Linked DNA regions of Oryzias latipes: region 2 is linked to region 1. The links are chromatin contacts, called in public Hi-C maps. All regions are on one chromosome and are shown on one strand. Each heading gives the region's core, a stretch centred on a gene start, on an enhancer-like site or on the middle of the called end of the contact. The rest is flanking DNA. Distances are from core to core; before and after follow the strand shown. Region 1 overlaps ptpn23 (tyrosine-protein phosphatase non-receptor type 23). Region 2 holds the start of scap (sterol regulatory element-binding protein cleavage-activating protein).

What was found. Hi-C and Micro-C count contacts between places; a contact is called where the count stands out from the background.
Region 2: a Hi-C map of gastrula embryo shows a contact between it and region 1, with 1.9 times the contacts expected there. The contact joins the promoter of scap here to the enhancer-like site in region 1. A contact is called at or near these places in 3 of 5 Hi-C or Micro-C datasets (embryo, fibroblasts and gastrula embryo).

Annotation. Positions count from the first base shown.
Region 1 is chr16:27,598,727-27,605,269 of ASM223467v1, forward strand. It overlaps ptpn23 (tyrosine-protein phosphatase non-receptor type 23), which reads left to right. Exons shown (of 24, transcript XM_023964260.1): 24 at 1-688. The coding sequence ends at 147. It overlaps scap (sterol regulatory element-binding protein cleavage-activating protein), which reads right to left. Exons shown (of 23, transcript XM_023964262.1): 20 at 4,305-4,471; 21 at 3,938-4,018; 22 at 3,613-3,819; 23 at 692-3,335. The coding sequence ends at 3,090. Among protein-coding and RNA genes, the nearest start is that of ptpn23, 21 kb to the left of the region's middle. Within about 2 kb of position 1,840, at least 1 of the 8 cell types and tissues checked has an H3K27ac peak or open chromatin away from gene starts, as enhancers often do. A contact at or near this core is called in gastrula embryo, where this site is marked.
Region 2 is chr16:27,644,179-27,650,621 of ASM223467v1, forward strand. It overlaps scap (sterol regulatory element-binding protein cleavage-activating protein), which reads right to left and starts at 2,809. Exons shown (of 23, transcript XM_023964262.1): 1 at 2,643-2,809. elp6 (elongator complex protein 6) reads right to left here. Exons shown (of 8, transcript XM_020710389.2): 5 at 6,197-6,321; 6 at 4,662-4,872; 7 at 3,901-4,062; 8 at 2,944-3,304. The coding sequence ends at 3,179.

The sequences.
Region 1 (6,543 bases), core at 590-3,089:
GAAGGGGGAGGGAAAGGGAAGCAGCGGGTCACCAAGCAGAGCTTCCTGCAGCCAGCAGAGGGTCAGGGTCTCCATGGGGTTCGAGGCAGTGACGGTGATGACCCTCTCAGCTCTCTGGACCCGCTCTGGAGCCTGGGCAAGCGCTGAGACGCCTCTGCAAACCGCCTTTCCGCTTTTAACCACCAGGTGTCAGTAGAACACACTAACCCGGCTTTTTCAGAAGGAAAATCTGAATCCCAAGAGTGCTGGAGACATTTTAATGGTCTTAGTTACCAACATGTGCCTGTTGGCAGACACGGTGTCACCTCTCAAACAGACATGGAACCCCCCCCACCATCGTTCTTTTCATTCCTGGAGACCTGTGGGACCAGATCACTATGCACTTGTCTGGACTTTCACTCCTTTGCTGCTTTCTTTGTGCGCTAGTGGATGGAAGCACTCCTGCACCTCCAGCTTCAGATCTGCCCACCCCTCCAAAGATTCCCAGCATGCACTTCCTCCACAACGTCCATTTCCATAATCATTTATAGGACTGTCGGAGATCACGTCGGCCGAAACAATTCTGTCATTTTGGTAACAAATGGAGAAAAATGAGCTCGTCTTAACAAGTTTATTTCCTTAACAATGTGGGAGAGATTGATTATTGTTCATTGTTGTAAAATTATTAAATAAAGTCAGTAGACCACAAGACTTATTAAAGACTGTTTATTTGAAAATTAGTACAAACTTTTTCTCTATTTTTTTTTTTGTTTTGTTACAAAAACGTAAATAAGTTACCCCACCACTACAGCCTGCTGAGACTGCGAGCCGCCACGGGAAAAGGAGGATCGTGACAAAATCTGAGAGTAAAGTAGAACGTTCACATCTACTGTTCTAAAGACAAAAAAAACTAGCTTTAACCTGCCCCCACAGTCCGGTCAATGATGTTTGAAGCAGAAAAAGCCTGATGGAAGAAACGGGACAGAAGCAGGCGATGCTGCAGGCTTTAAAAACATTCATTATAAACTAACAGTCTGTCGCACCAGAAAGAGCTGTTTCCAGTTGTTCCTTTACAGAAAATAGACATTTTATAAGAGAACATTTAGATTAAAAATAAAATAAAAAATGCTAACCTTTACACCACCTTCATATAAGAAGATATTTTTTTAAAATGGTCTAAAAATTAACAATCTGTAAAAAAAAAAAAAAAAACTAAGAAAAAACAAGCTTTGAGGCAGCATTTCTGCTTTGTGTCACAAATTCCAACGTAAACTCTGGTTTATCAGCCGCTCGTTCCCCGGCTAAACGTGGTCCGTGTAGAGGAACCGGCGCCGATGCTGCTGATCACATGCTCAGGTACCTGTGCTGCAGGTGTGTGCAAATCTACCTATTCGCCTCTCCTGATTGCAAAAGTGCCTCTTAGCGTCGGGCGGGGTTTGCAGTGACGGCGCTGTACTGTGTAGGGTGAAGCAGTTCTCCATGTCCAGGCTACATTCAGCGGACACACATACAGTAAAAGGTGAAACGGTACACTTAGGATGTTGAAATGCCCCAAGCGCCACTAATTCCAGTCTATTTCAGCCAAACGCTTTCATTCTCAAAGTCATCAATTTATCAATGAATGACCATCAGGATCCATTTCAGGATCATTCTTTTCTGCTTCACATTTTTTCCCTCCACCTTTAAAAATGAGAAACCACTGACTGTCTAATCTATCAGCTCAGTGGCCTTGTGGTAGAGTGTCCCCCCCTGAGACTGGAAGGTCATGAGTTCAAATCCATGGCCAAGTCATACCAAAGTCTGTGGGACCCAGTGTCTCCCTGTTTGACGCTCAGCATTAGGGGGCTGGATTGGGTGGGGGGGGGGCTAAGCCTGCAGCTCACCCCACCCCCCAGGGGATGAGCCAAACCTCACATGCTCAAGTGCTGCTGGGACTTTAACTTTAACCTAAATGACTCAAATTAGCGTATTATTCAGATTCTGCACATAAGTGAATGTTAAATGCACTGCTGTCCTCTAAAAACCCTTTTTGAAAAATCCATCCTTACAATTTTACAAATCTGATGTAAATTTAAAGCTGTTACAAAATCAAAGAATTTGAGAATTTTCTTTAATTTTTCCCCTAAAAATATAAAATATTGCAATAAAAGCATTAGAGTCCTGTAAATATGTCTTTTGTCTGGTTTAACTCCCACGACTTCAGCTTCCATTAACATTTTTATGTTTTTTATCCGAAATGTCAATTTATTTTCAAAACAAATCCTAAATCACAAGCTCTAACCAAAAAAAAAAAAAAAGAATTTCTGGTATTTGTTATTCAATCTCCACTAAACTTTTGGGTTTATTCAGTGGTCTTTGCTGCAGGTGAACTTAAAACCCCTCTGGAATGAAAACATGGCAACCAACAATTATAAATAGTTATTTCTCCATGAAACGTCAAGCTTTTCCTGGTCTAGTCGAGAAGTTTTGAACTGAAAATCGTCCATCTTATATAAACTGCTTTAGTTTCCCTCCAAAATTGTGAACTAATTAAAATGTACTTTATTTCAAATCTGTTCATTTGATTTCTGTAAAACCAGTACAGTATACCTTTATAAAAATCTCAGATGGATCCATCACGTCAGAAACCCCTCAGTCGTCCTGAATCTGAGCGGTTCTTAGAATAAAGACGGGGCACGACAAAGCTTCAGTAACAGCCGGGTTTGGTTTTTACCCCGACGCGTCACAGCGTCAACACGTTTCCAGCCTGATCTCCACACAAACGGCCTCTCACATCGTTGTCATTTCATCGTTCAGATCTGGGATGAACCGTTTGTAAACAAACCGTTACGCAAAAATACATCACTAATAAATAATTTGTTTTGTACATATAAAAACGTCCTCCTCTGGAGGTTTTCTTCAAACCATCGGTTTCCTCTTTCACAGCAGCATTCAGGGCAGAGCCACGAAACAAACACAAAAAGAGCACAAACTTGGGACAGCTTCTCTTTAACGGACTCCACGACGGTGATGAAGAGTCAGCTCTTCTTCCTCACAGCAACTTGCAGCAGCCGACGCTTTTGATAAAAACAAGTCTATTCACGATTGTGAATGTTCCCGACTGAGCGCCATCAGTCCAGCTTCTCCAGCACCGACGGCACGTAGACCAGGCTCAGCTCGCTGCCGAAGTCGCACACGATGGCGGCGTTGTCCAGCACCAGCAGCTGCCGCACAACCTGACTGTCGCTGCTCTGGCCCAGGTAGACCGTCTGCAGCAGATCGCCGAAGTTCAGGTCCCAGAAGGAGACGCAGCCTTGGCCCCCCGTCACCAGCAAAGACTCCGAGATGACTCCCAGACTGGCCCCACAACCCATGTCCTGATGAGAGGAAAGAACGGCAGCTGACCTTCAACGTTTCACTCCTCGGATTTTTAGTTTTGCAAAGCTGTTGGTTTGATCTGGAGGATTGTGAATTGTTCCTGTTACTTCGTATTCTATTGGTCATTTAGCTGGGATATACTTTCTACAACTTTACAAATGATGTTCTTTTAAATGAGTAACTTTCGAGTTTAGCTTTGGACGCGTGGACTTCACAGATTGGATTCACATCTCATGAAGGTTTTCTGAAGACGTTTTTGGAACGGATCCGGTCTACCTGCTGTATGGAGTACAGTTTGATCCCGGTGCTGCGGTCCCAGATGCAGATGAGGTCGTCCAGGCCTGAGCTGATGACGCAGGAGGTAGTGCAGACCAGTGACGTGACGTCGCCGCGGTGACCATAAACGTGGCTGACGCGGCTGCCGGTCAGGACGTCCCACAGGCAGATGGCGCCGTCCTGCCCACCACTTGCCAGAACCATTGTCTGGAGAAAGAAAAACGCACAAAAATAATTGTTATTGTAACCGAGAAATGAAGCTTCTTTTGAAATTTGACTTTGACGAGACACTTTTCTGAACTAAGAGAATATTTGAAGAAGAGACCTGGTCGATGTAGATGGCTGTGATTCCTCCAGAGTGACCCTGCAGGGTGAAGAGGCAGCACGAGTCCTCCAGGCGATAGACCTGACCGGTGCGACAATAGTTAATGAAGGACTGGACCCCGACAGGTCAAAGCATCAGCGCTGTAGAGCTCATTTATTCGGAAATGAAAACATATTTCAATACATAATAAATTCAACTGAATAGACTGTTATTCACTAAAAAGCTTCATTTTTTTCATTAAAAATTACCTGAAATTAATTACTTTAAAAGAAAACTTTCAAAATCAAGATCAAAATATGAAAGTAAAGATTGATCGAATATGAATTATTGACAGGTTAAAACCCAAACGTCTGTCTGAGGTTCTCACCCGGACGGTGTGGTCCTGGCTGCCGGTGACCACGCGGCCCGCCGCCGCTCGCAGCACTGTGATGGGCTTCTGGTGAGCGCACTGCACGGAGCGCGTCAGCTGGCAGCTGATCACATCCTCGCTGGTATAACAGGGAGACGGAGGCATGCTTCCTTGCCCGGGGGCACCTGCAGCGGGACGAGCACAGCTCTTCTTCAAATGTTCAGACTTTCTTCCTGTTTGGATCAGAGCTCGTCCGTAGTTCTCTTCTTTTTCACAAGAACACAGCAAAGTCTAAGTCAAAGTGACGATGATGCGTGTTCCAACACGTCCTGAGATGTTTTGTATGGTGAGAACGTTATTCTTATCAGTGCTGAGGGTATCTCTGAATCTCTGTATGAAAGAGAACACCTCCACATTTATCTGAACCAGTTCTACGATAATCCACCAAACACGTAGCACTATTGTCTGAGTGTCGTTACCCTAAAAACTCAACATTTTACCCCAGTATTCTAAAAAAAAAAAAAAAAAAAAAACTAAAGAAAGCACCAAATTGCAATTTGTCTTTTTTTTTCATAAAAGTCTGCAAACTTACTTTACCATGAACACATAAACAGAGAGAGAATTGCTTTTTTTGAGAGATAAACTGCAGTTTAAAGCGCACAAGGACCTGGAGAAGGGGTTTGTCAAAAATCTACTGTCACTACCCCACAGAGAATGGACATTTGTACACGTAAAAAAAACAAAACGAATGGATTTAGGCTTAAAATCAAAGCATTTGTCCTGTTCTCAAAGGTTATGTCAAAGAAGTGAGGAAGTTCAAACAGAAAACTCAGTCACAGTTACTCTACTCGAGCCCAGAAAACCTGCAAATGTTTGAAACAAGACTTTTTCTCTGCAGACACTTTGGGGGTTGTTAAGTGGCTATAAGGAGTTGCGCATTTGTTTTTAAGTGCAATAATAAATTTAAGAAGGAAAGTAACAGGAATGCAAAGTGATGTTAATAATACCAGATTTACATTTATCGTCTTGTCAATAGATTGCACTTTTAAAATGTGTTAACTGTCAAAGTCTGAAGGTAGAGAAAACAAACAGTAATTTATTTAAAAGGAGACCGAATCTACAGAAACTAAGATAAAAAAAGAGAGCTACAAAATAGTTTTAAAAATAAATCTGTCTGGAGCATCCGCTAAAATATTCCCCTTTTAATGTCCAAATGGAATTTTAAATAAAAGTTTAAACTTAAAATAATTATTTTTATTGAAGCCCCTAACTGTGTGAACATTTGTTTTTAATATGCAACAATTTCAAGTAATCATCCATGGAACATGTGCCCCACATCACATACCTAACTTAGCCTGTTCCCATAACCGTGACGTTAACGTTAAAAAGTCCTCCTGATCTTCTTTTAGTTCTAGAAGTCTCAATAAAGATGTGCTGTTCAGCATTGGTCATTCAATCATTACTTTATGTTTTGAATAAAAGTCCACCTTTGAATCATTTTTTTAATGAGATTACATACTCCATTTTTGCAGTCGGTCAGAGCAAAACACAAAATACTGTCTTTTATTAAAAATTTGTAACAACTAGCGCGAGCTCACGAGCGCCCTCTTTGTCGAGACAGTGCTACTGCATACCTCACCGACTGTCTTTTTTTATGTCACATTGTAGCACAATATAAACTAGACAAAGATGAAATATATTGAATGTTAAATGGAAAGGGATGACATGCAATAAAACTTTATACAATGAACTTTTTTTTTTAAATAAAGCATTAGGATTTAGGCTTTTTAGATATTTAGGGTTGCTTTGCCAAATCTTGCAGTTGCTATAGCAACCCCAAGCTACCACCCCTGGGGCTGCCCCTGGGTCCAAAACAGTGTTGACTGTAGGGTACTAACAATATACAAAGAAAATTAGATCTTTAATCACTGCCTCTCTTCAGTGCACCAAGAATTAATAAGTGAAGAACAGAATTCCACCTTAAATTGAGGTGGAACTTATGACCCAAAAAAAACTAAAGGGCTGATTTCTCCCAGCTTGAGCAGTGCCTTTAAACCAGAGGTCTGCAACCTTCAACAATTAAAGAGCCATTTGGTTAATTTCTCACTGACAAAACCTTTATTTTTCTTTACGCGGAGGGTCACAGTGGAAGGGTCAAAGAGCCACAGTGGAAGAGTCAAAGAGTCACAGAGGAAGAGTCAAAGAGTCACAGAGGAAGAGTCAAAGGTCGCCTTTACACTGCATGGTTCAAGTGACC
Region 2 (6,443 bases), core at 1,559-4,058, 46 kb after region 1:
ATTAGTAACAAAATCACAAACATATTTATATGAAATCTCAACAAGATGGAGAAAAACAACAGATATGCTCCACTAGAACTCTAAAGTTTTTGCCTCTTTGCTTTCTCATCAAACGGCTCAATCTCAGCTCTTGTATCAGTGTTTACTCAGCTCACTGCTGGTTGTTCTGTTTGTTCAATTACAATATTTAACTAGTCTTTTCTTACACAAACATTAATGTAGCCAGATGTGTACCGGCTTTCACTCCTTTGACTTCTACACAAATCTGATGCAAAGGTAGAAATTGAAACTTCGCCGGAACAACACGTCAGCCGGTGTGTCAGTAATATTCCAGCTTCACTTTAAGACCATACCTGCTAATGAGAGACCAGTTTCTCTCTCTGGATCGCACCTGTTTGTGTCCCCTGAAAGAGGCAGCACTGGGCTTTTTCAGTCTAATCTGAGCCTTCTGGTTGACACAGAGCTCCCTTCTTGGTTCAGCCGCAGAGTACAACTGCTCGGCTTTTGCCCCCGGGAGCGATGGAAACATTCCCTGGGAGGAAATGTTCCTCTGGAGTCTCTTGATCTGCTGTTATAAATACTCCACAGTAAACACAGCAACGTTGCAGAAAGCTTGCACAATGGCTTCGGCAAGGAGGCTTTTGAAGTTGGAGCCCTTCTATTCTGTCGCTGAGGAAGTGTGGTCTGCAAGCCGGGTCCTGGTCCTAAGCATTCATTCAAAGGTCCCAGAGAAGGCCTCCATCCCCCAGCTGCCGATCCAGTTCACCGAGTGCTACAAGGTATCCTGGATGCAACTGCAAGGTCTGAATTGGGAAGGGCTCAGCAGCGACTCCGTCAGTAAACTAATCTGGGATTGAGTTGATCGGACACTCAACAAGAGGGACGCTGGCCCTGTGGCCACCTCCCATAGCCTTCCTCCTCCTCTGCTAACTGTGTAAAAGACATTCACATGTCTTTCAAAAGACAAACCAGAGTGGAAAATAAACTTCAGCCAGCGAGTCAAGTGCTGGTAAGCAGCTGGTGAGTCTGTGTTCTCCTTCAGACCTTTTGGCAGGTAACCAGTGATTGATTAGAAAGCCTTTTCTGATAGCATGGATGAGGCGGCAAATGCCGGAACCTCTAATTGGAACATTTTCCCCCAAACAAACCACAAAATAAATAAATAAAAGCTTTCATTAAATGGAAAAACTAAACCCAGTCTGCTTTCAGACTAAATTAAAAACAGATTACTTCACCGGGTTGTGAGCAAGAATAGGAGCAGAAAAACAACAACATACCTTTGCTCAGCACCTTTCAAAATTGCAATTTTAAAAACATTCCCAAACTTTCCATGTTCCAGCCACATATTGAGTCTTTATTCCCAGCAGAACATTCCCTACTCTGCTATGTCCAACATTCCTAAGAGCTTTAGGCTGCATCCATTCAGTGAGACATAATTGGATCAAAATTTGGTGACATAACTACATCATGTTGAGGCATAAACGCCTTATCGGAGAACATTGGTCCTGTTGTAAATGCAGAAACAAGAGTGTAGTATGCGTGACACAACACTGCCATTTATAAGCGCGGCTGCTAACAGGAGCAAAAGGCTCTGCCAATGAGTAACTATAATGCAATAACTAATAATGTGTTGCAGGCAGTCTAGTTCCTGCATTCCTTACACCATGTTAAAACGGCATATAAAGTCAAAGATGGAAGGAATCATGCAATGATGATGCAACATCACCTACCAAGACTTATCATATAAGCCACCATAAGTCTGAGATTTATCCAGAAATAACGTTAAACTAGATATTTTTAAGCCATTCAAATGGAACTTTTAAAAAGATAAAAGAGACCAAGAATATACTAGGAGAAGAAAACGTGAAACTCAGTCTGACTGAACATAATAAACAGTTTCTTCTTGGAGCCATTCATCAAAAATTAATAGTAATAATATGATATCATACCCCCACCAGCTAATCAACTCTATTCCTAACAAAGATCTAAATTATTATAATTTTTGAAAATCCGGATCGAACGGTGGAGAAGCTAAAAGGATACAAACATGAACGAGAAATCAGCACAACAAACAAATCAAATGGTTAGCCAGCTTTCGTTACCTGTGTGGGGATCTACTTGGGTTGATCGCTAGCATAAATAAAACGAGTTTCAGAACTAAAACAACACAAACTGGAGGACTTTAAACAATATATTGCGTCCACGTTTTTCTTTGTTTTGAGAATCTGACATCAACTTCTTCTAGCATCAAGCTAACATGCTAATTGATAGGTTTGCTAGCTTCGCCGTAAAACGGTTTCTGGAGCATAAGAGCTCAATTAACCTGTATAAACGATAAATAGTATAGACTTTATATTCACAATTACCGGGGTACTTGTCCAAAAACACAAATATACTAATTTAAATGCATTTGAAGTGCCGACGTTAGCCTACTTAGAAGTATTCAAGTGGGATGTTTAGGAAAGGTATTTCTATTGGGATACGTATTTCTTTCAAACAAAACGCGCAAAATTGCAACCTAAACCACCACTACGACAATGTACTAAATTTATAAACAGACTAAACAAACCATCTCCCCACATCTGCTACTATTCCTAACGAAGCTAATGCTAATTAGTTGTAGGTTTATCGTTTAAACTTGCCTGGAGGAGCTCGGTCCTTGTAGGTTAACAGAAACTGGACTACTTCCTTATTCTGGAAATTTGCTTCAGGTAAACTCCCCGTTTCTAGGTGATGACATGCGTGAGGACCGCGTCAAAACTAGTTGTCAAATCACATGGAGACCTCTCGCCTTCGACCTCTCACCCACCAACTTGGAAGCGCAGGGACACAGCGCCCTCTAGTGGACGCAAATGATAACAATGGTTGACAATTTTTTTCTTAATTGTATAAAATGTCAAAGTAGTTATTATTTAAAAAAATAAAAGAAAAACAGTATTCATATTTGTTTTGTTAATTAGTATTTTCTTTGTCTTTATTTTCAAAATGAAAAAGTAAAAGCCATCCAAAAACAGATAAGAGCACAAGTTTGCAGTTAATGTCAAAGCTGGAGGTAATTGAAATCTTTATAATCAAACCATCAGCTGACAAGATTAAGTGCCTACATCTCATCAGTAAATATAAAAAGTGTTTGGTCAGCTTTAGCAGGTAAGACAAACTCTGATGCTGACTGGTGAATCTAGAGAACAGCACGGGATGTCCCACGAGCAAAAAAGGAGACTCCTTTGTCGTGGACCTTGAACTGGAAGACTTTCTTTGGCGCATGCTGCCCATCACTTTGCCTCTTTTTCCAGCAAAACTCCACCTGGAAAACAAGAAATACTCCTATTTTCTCTGTCCCAAATGGTTCCATAAACTCATAAAAAAATAAAAGATGATAATCATTAGTTAAAACCACTTACTGGTACTTTTTTTGTTGTTGCAAATGTTTTATTTTTAGGCAAGGTTGCCAAAGAAAGTGCTTATCTTTTTATCTCTGCCATTTCCTTTGGGACGAGGTGATAAGGGGAACATTGAGATCCTATGAAATATTAAGAAATCCCCAGGCCACCGGAGAGAAATGAGCCTCCACAGACGGTTCAACACAAGTTTTCTTTTGGAAAACATTTGAAATGTCTCCAATACTCAGATTTGTAAATTAATTTAAAGGATCAGCACTTATCGTTAGTAATCATCCCATATAACTGAACGCCTTGTTTTGTCTTAAAGAGAAAGCCTAAAAGGGCCATAAAAATGTATAAAATGTCCGGTAGTCTAGATTTTAGAAGATAAAGAGGTTGTCTCTATATGGTGCTTGAAAGAAAAACTACACGTACATTTTACTGGATGTTCTGCTAACATTTATGAGGAAAAGATTGAAATCCATGAGCAAATCAACCTAAGTAAGGTTCAGACACACACCTGACCATGAATGTCTCTGCAGTAGCCTGTCGGGAGGCCCTGAACATGAAGAGTGAGGCAGCTCTGGTGGGTCAGGCCCCTCATCAGCTGCTCCGAGCCTTCATCGTCTGCATCGTCCTCCTCTGCTTCCCCGTCACAGCGCACCAGCATCACCACGTTGCCCTGCAGCCAAACACATCATGAAATGTAAATCTGGCTGTGACAACCTCATGGGAGACATTGGGTGTGTCCACATTCGAGGGCAGCGGCCTTCGCGGCCGACATTGACCGGGTCCTTCGTCCAGCGGGTAGGCGGGATGATAACGGCTGTGAATTTGGACGAGTCTAGCCTTTAGAAAATTACAGTCGTTACATCGGCGACTGTCCTGTCGCCAAGCAACCGTGAGTCCCAAACAGAGAGGAGAGGAGTAGTGAACCAGGTATGGAGCTCAAAATTTCCTGCGTTATTTGATCCAACTTTTAATCTTGGAGGTGTAACTATAGAAAGGTGTAATTATTTCCAACTCCGGATTCCGCTTCACAGTCCGCCATTGTTGTCATTGGTTCGGCTGCAATGCATCTTGGGATACGGACAGTATAGAAGGATACACCAGACCGATCCCTGAAATCGGGAAAAAGAAGGCCATATTTGTTTGCCACATTTGAAGGAGTCGTTGACTTTGGACAGCTTGTCACGGCGCTGTGACGTAAAATGCAGCCCAGGAAGAACGCAGCCCTCCAATTTGGACAACAACCATAACCTCAGTGGAGGAAATGTGAACCTGCAGCTGGGAACAGACTGTGGTCCTGCAGTAGTGGCTGAAGTCCAACACAGCTCCAACACGGACTCCCAGACTCAGGAGCACGCTGACGTCATCCATCAGCAACACAGGAGGCCCCCACTGCTCTGCCGACGCCCCCCCACCACCACTGGATTCAACCACACTGGACTGAACGAACTCGTACAGGCTCCGCAGGCCTGCAGCCGGGTCCCTGAAGGACAGACAGGAGTGATGGATGACATTGCTCCCTTACAACACTTTTCAGGCAGCAGACAATATTTCTTCACTTTAACCCCCCCCCCCCCCCTACTGTTTTTCATGAAATATCCAGGGGAGAGCAGGAGCCGGTTCAAACAGAGGTCCTGCAGGAGGCGGATTTATCAAGTCATCGCCATGCTGACATTGTGTCTGGTCACAGCTGGTCATCAAGACGTCACAGGAAGGACCCCCATCAATATACCAGCATTAACTTCAGTTATAATCATCAAATTTTGTATTTCATCAAATTGTTGGGAATCAGGAGAGGAGAAAAATATTCTATTTGAAAAAGATCGTATTTATTACATAGAAAACAGCTGGATTGGCCACAAGCTTCCTGCTCCACTCCATTCCGAAACATATAAATTATGTCTGAAATGCCACCCTAATCCCTAACTAGAAAAAATTATATAGTGCGGGACTTTATAGTGCCTTGAATTATATAAGCAATTCGGATTATATAAGCCATTTTATTTTTTTAACGGCTTATATGACGTCATCGATTTCAGGAAGGGTTTTGCAACATAATTTATGAGTCCACTGTCTTCTGAAGAGAAAACGTTGATGGTTTATTAAAAAATACATTTAAATACATTTTTTTTGGCAATCACGTTTTTTGGCCGTTCTAGTCGGCATCAAATACTAGTTTTCTCACAGAGACTTCTGGGAAATTTCTAGGGCACTCGATTTGGGAATTGTAGATTCGGACAGCACTAAAAAATGGCGAACGCCCTATATAGTGAGTAGTGAAGGAATTCAGACACAACCACAGGCCGAGCTGGTCTCTGGCTCTAAACTGCCACCGCTAATGTTAGGTTGGGGTTGTGAGGGGCTGTAAGTGAGCAGGAGAGCGCATAAACATAGAGGTCTCGGGTAAACTCCATGCCAAAAGTCCCTCCCACAACGAACTGCTGCCGCTCTGCAGAAACTATGTCCCATAAAACAACACAGGTTTATTGGTTGGGACTAAAAACAGCATATTTGTTATTAAAAGACCACTGGTAACCTTTGAAAATAACTCAATAGATGATCGGGTCTTCAAAAATCAATACAGAACAAAAGTATCTAATATTTAAGCATCTACTTCGGCTCTAATAAGAAGTTTTAAGGTTTATAAAAAATATTTCTTTTAATATCTGTACACTGTGGGGGTTAAAAGATAAAAATAATAATATGAAGACAAAAATCAGGTTTGCAAAACAATTATAAATATAAAATTCGCTTTATTAATCAGTAAAATACAAAAGTGTGGAGCATCACTCTGAGCTTCACTGTACCTGAGGAAGCTCATGGCCTGATGTCCTGCATTTTCCTCCTGGGGGAGGAAAACAGACAGCGACTCCTTCAAACCCTCCAGAAAAATCAGCTGTCCCTTTTCCTTCGCTTGGGTTAAACTGACGCCCTGAGATGAAACACAGTCAGTACGGACTGCAGTCAATCTAAATCCTGATCAATGCTGATTAGTTTTAGAAACACATCATCCAAAGTCACCAGGATGTGATGGGACAGAAGGTTTTAAGGTGG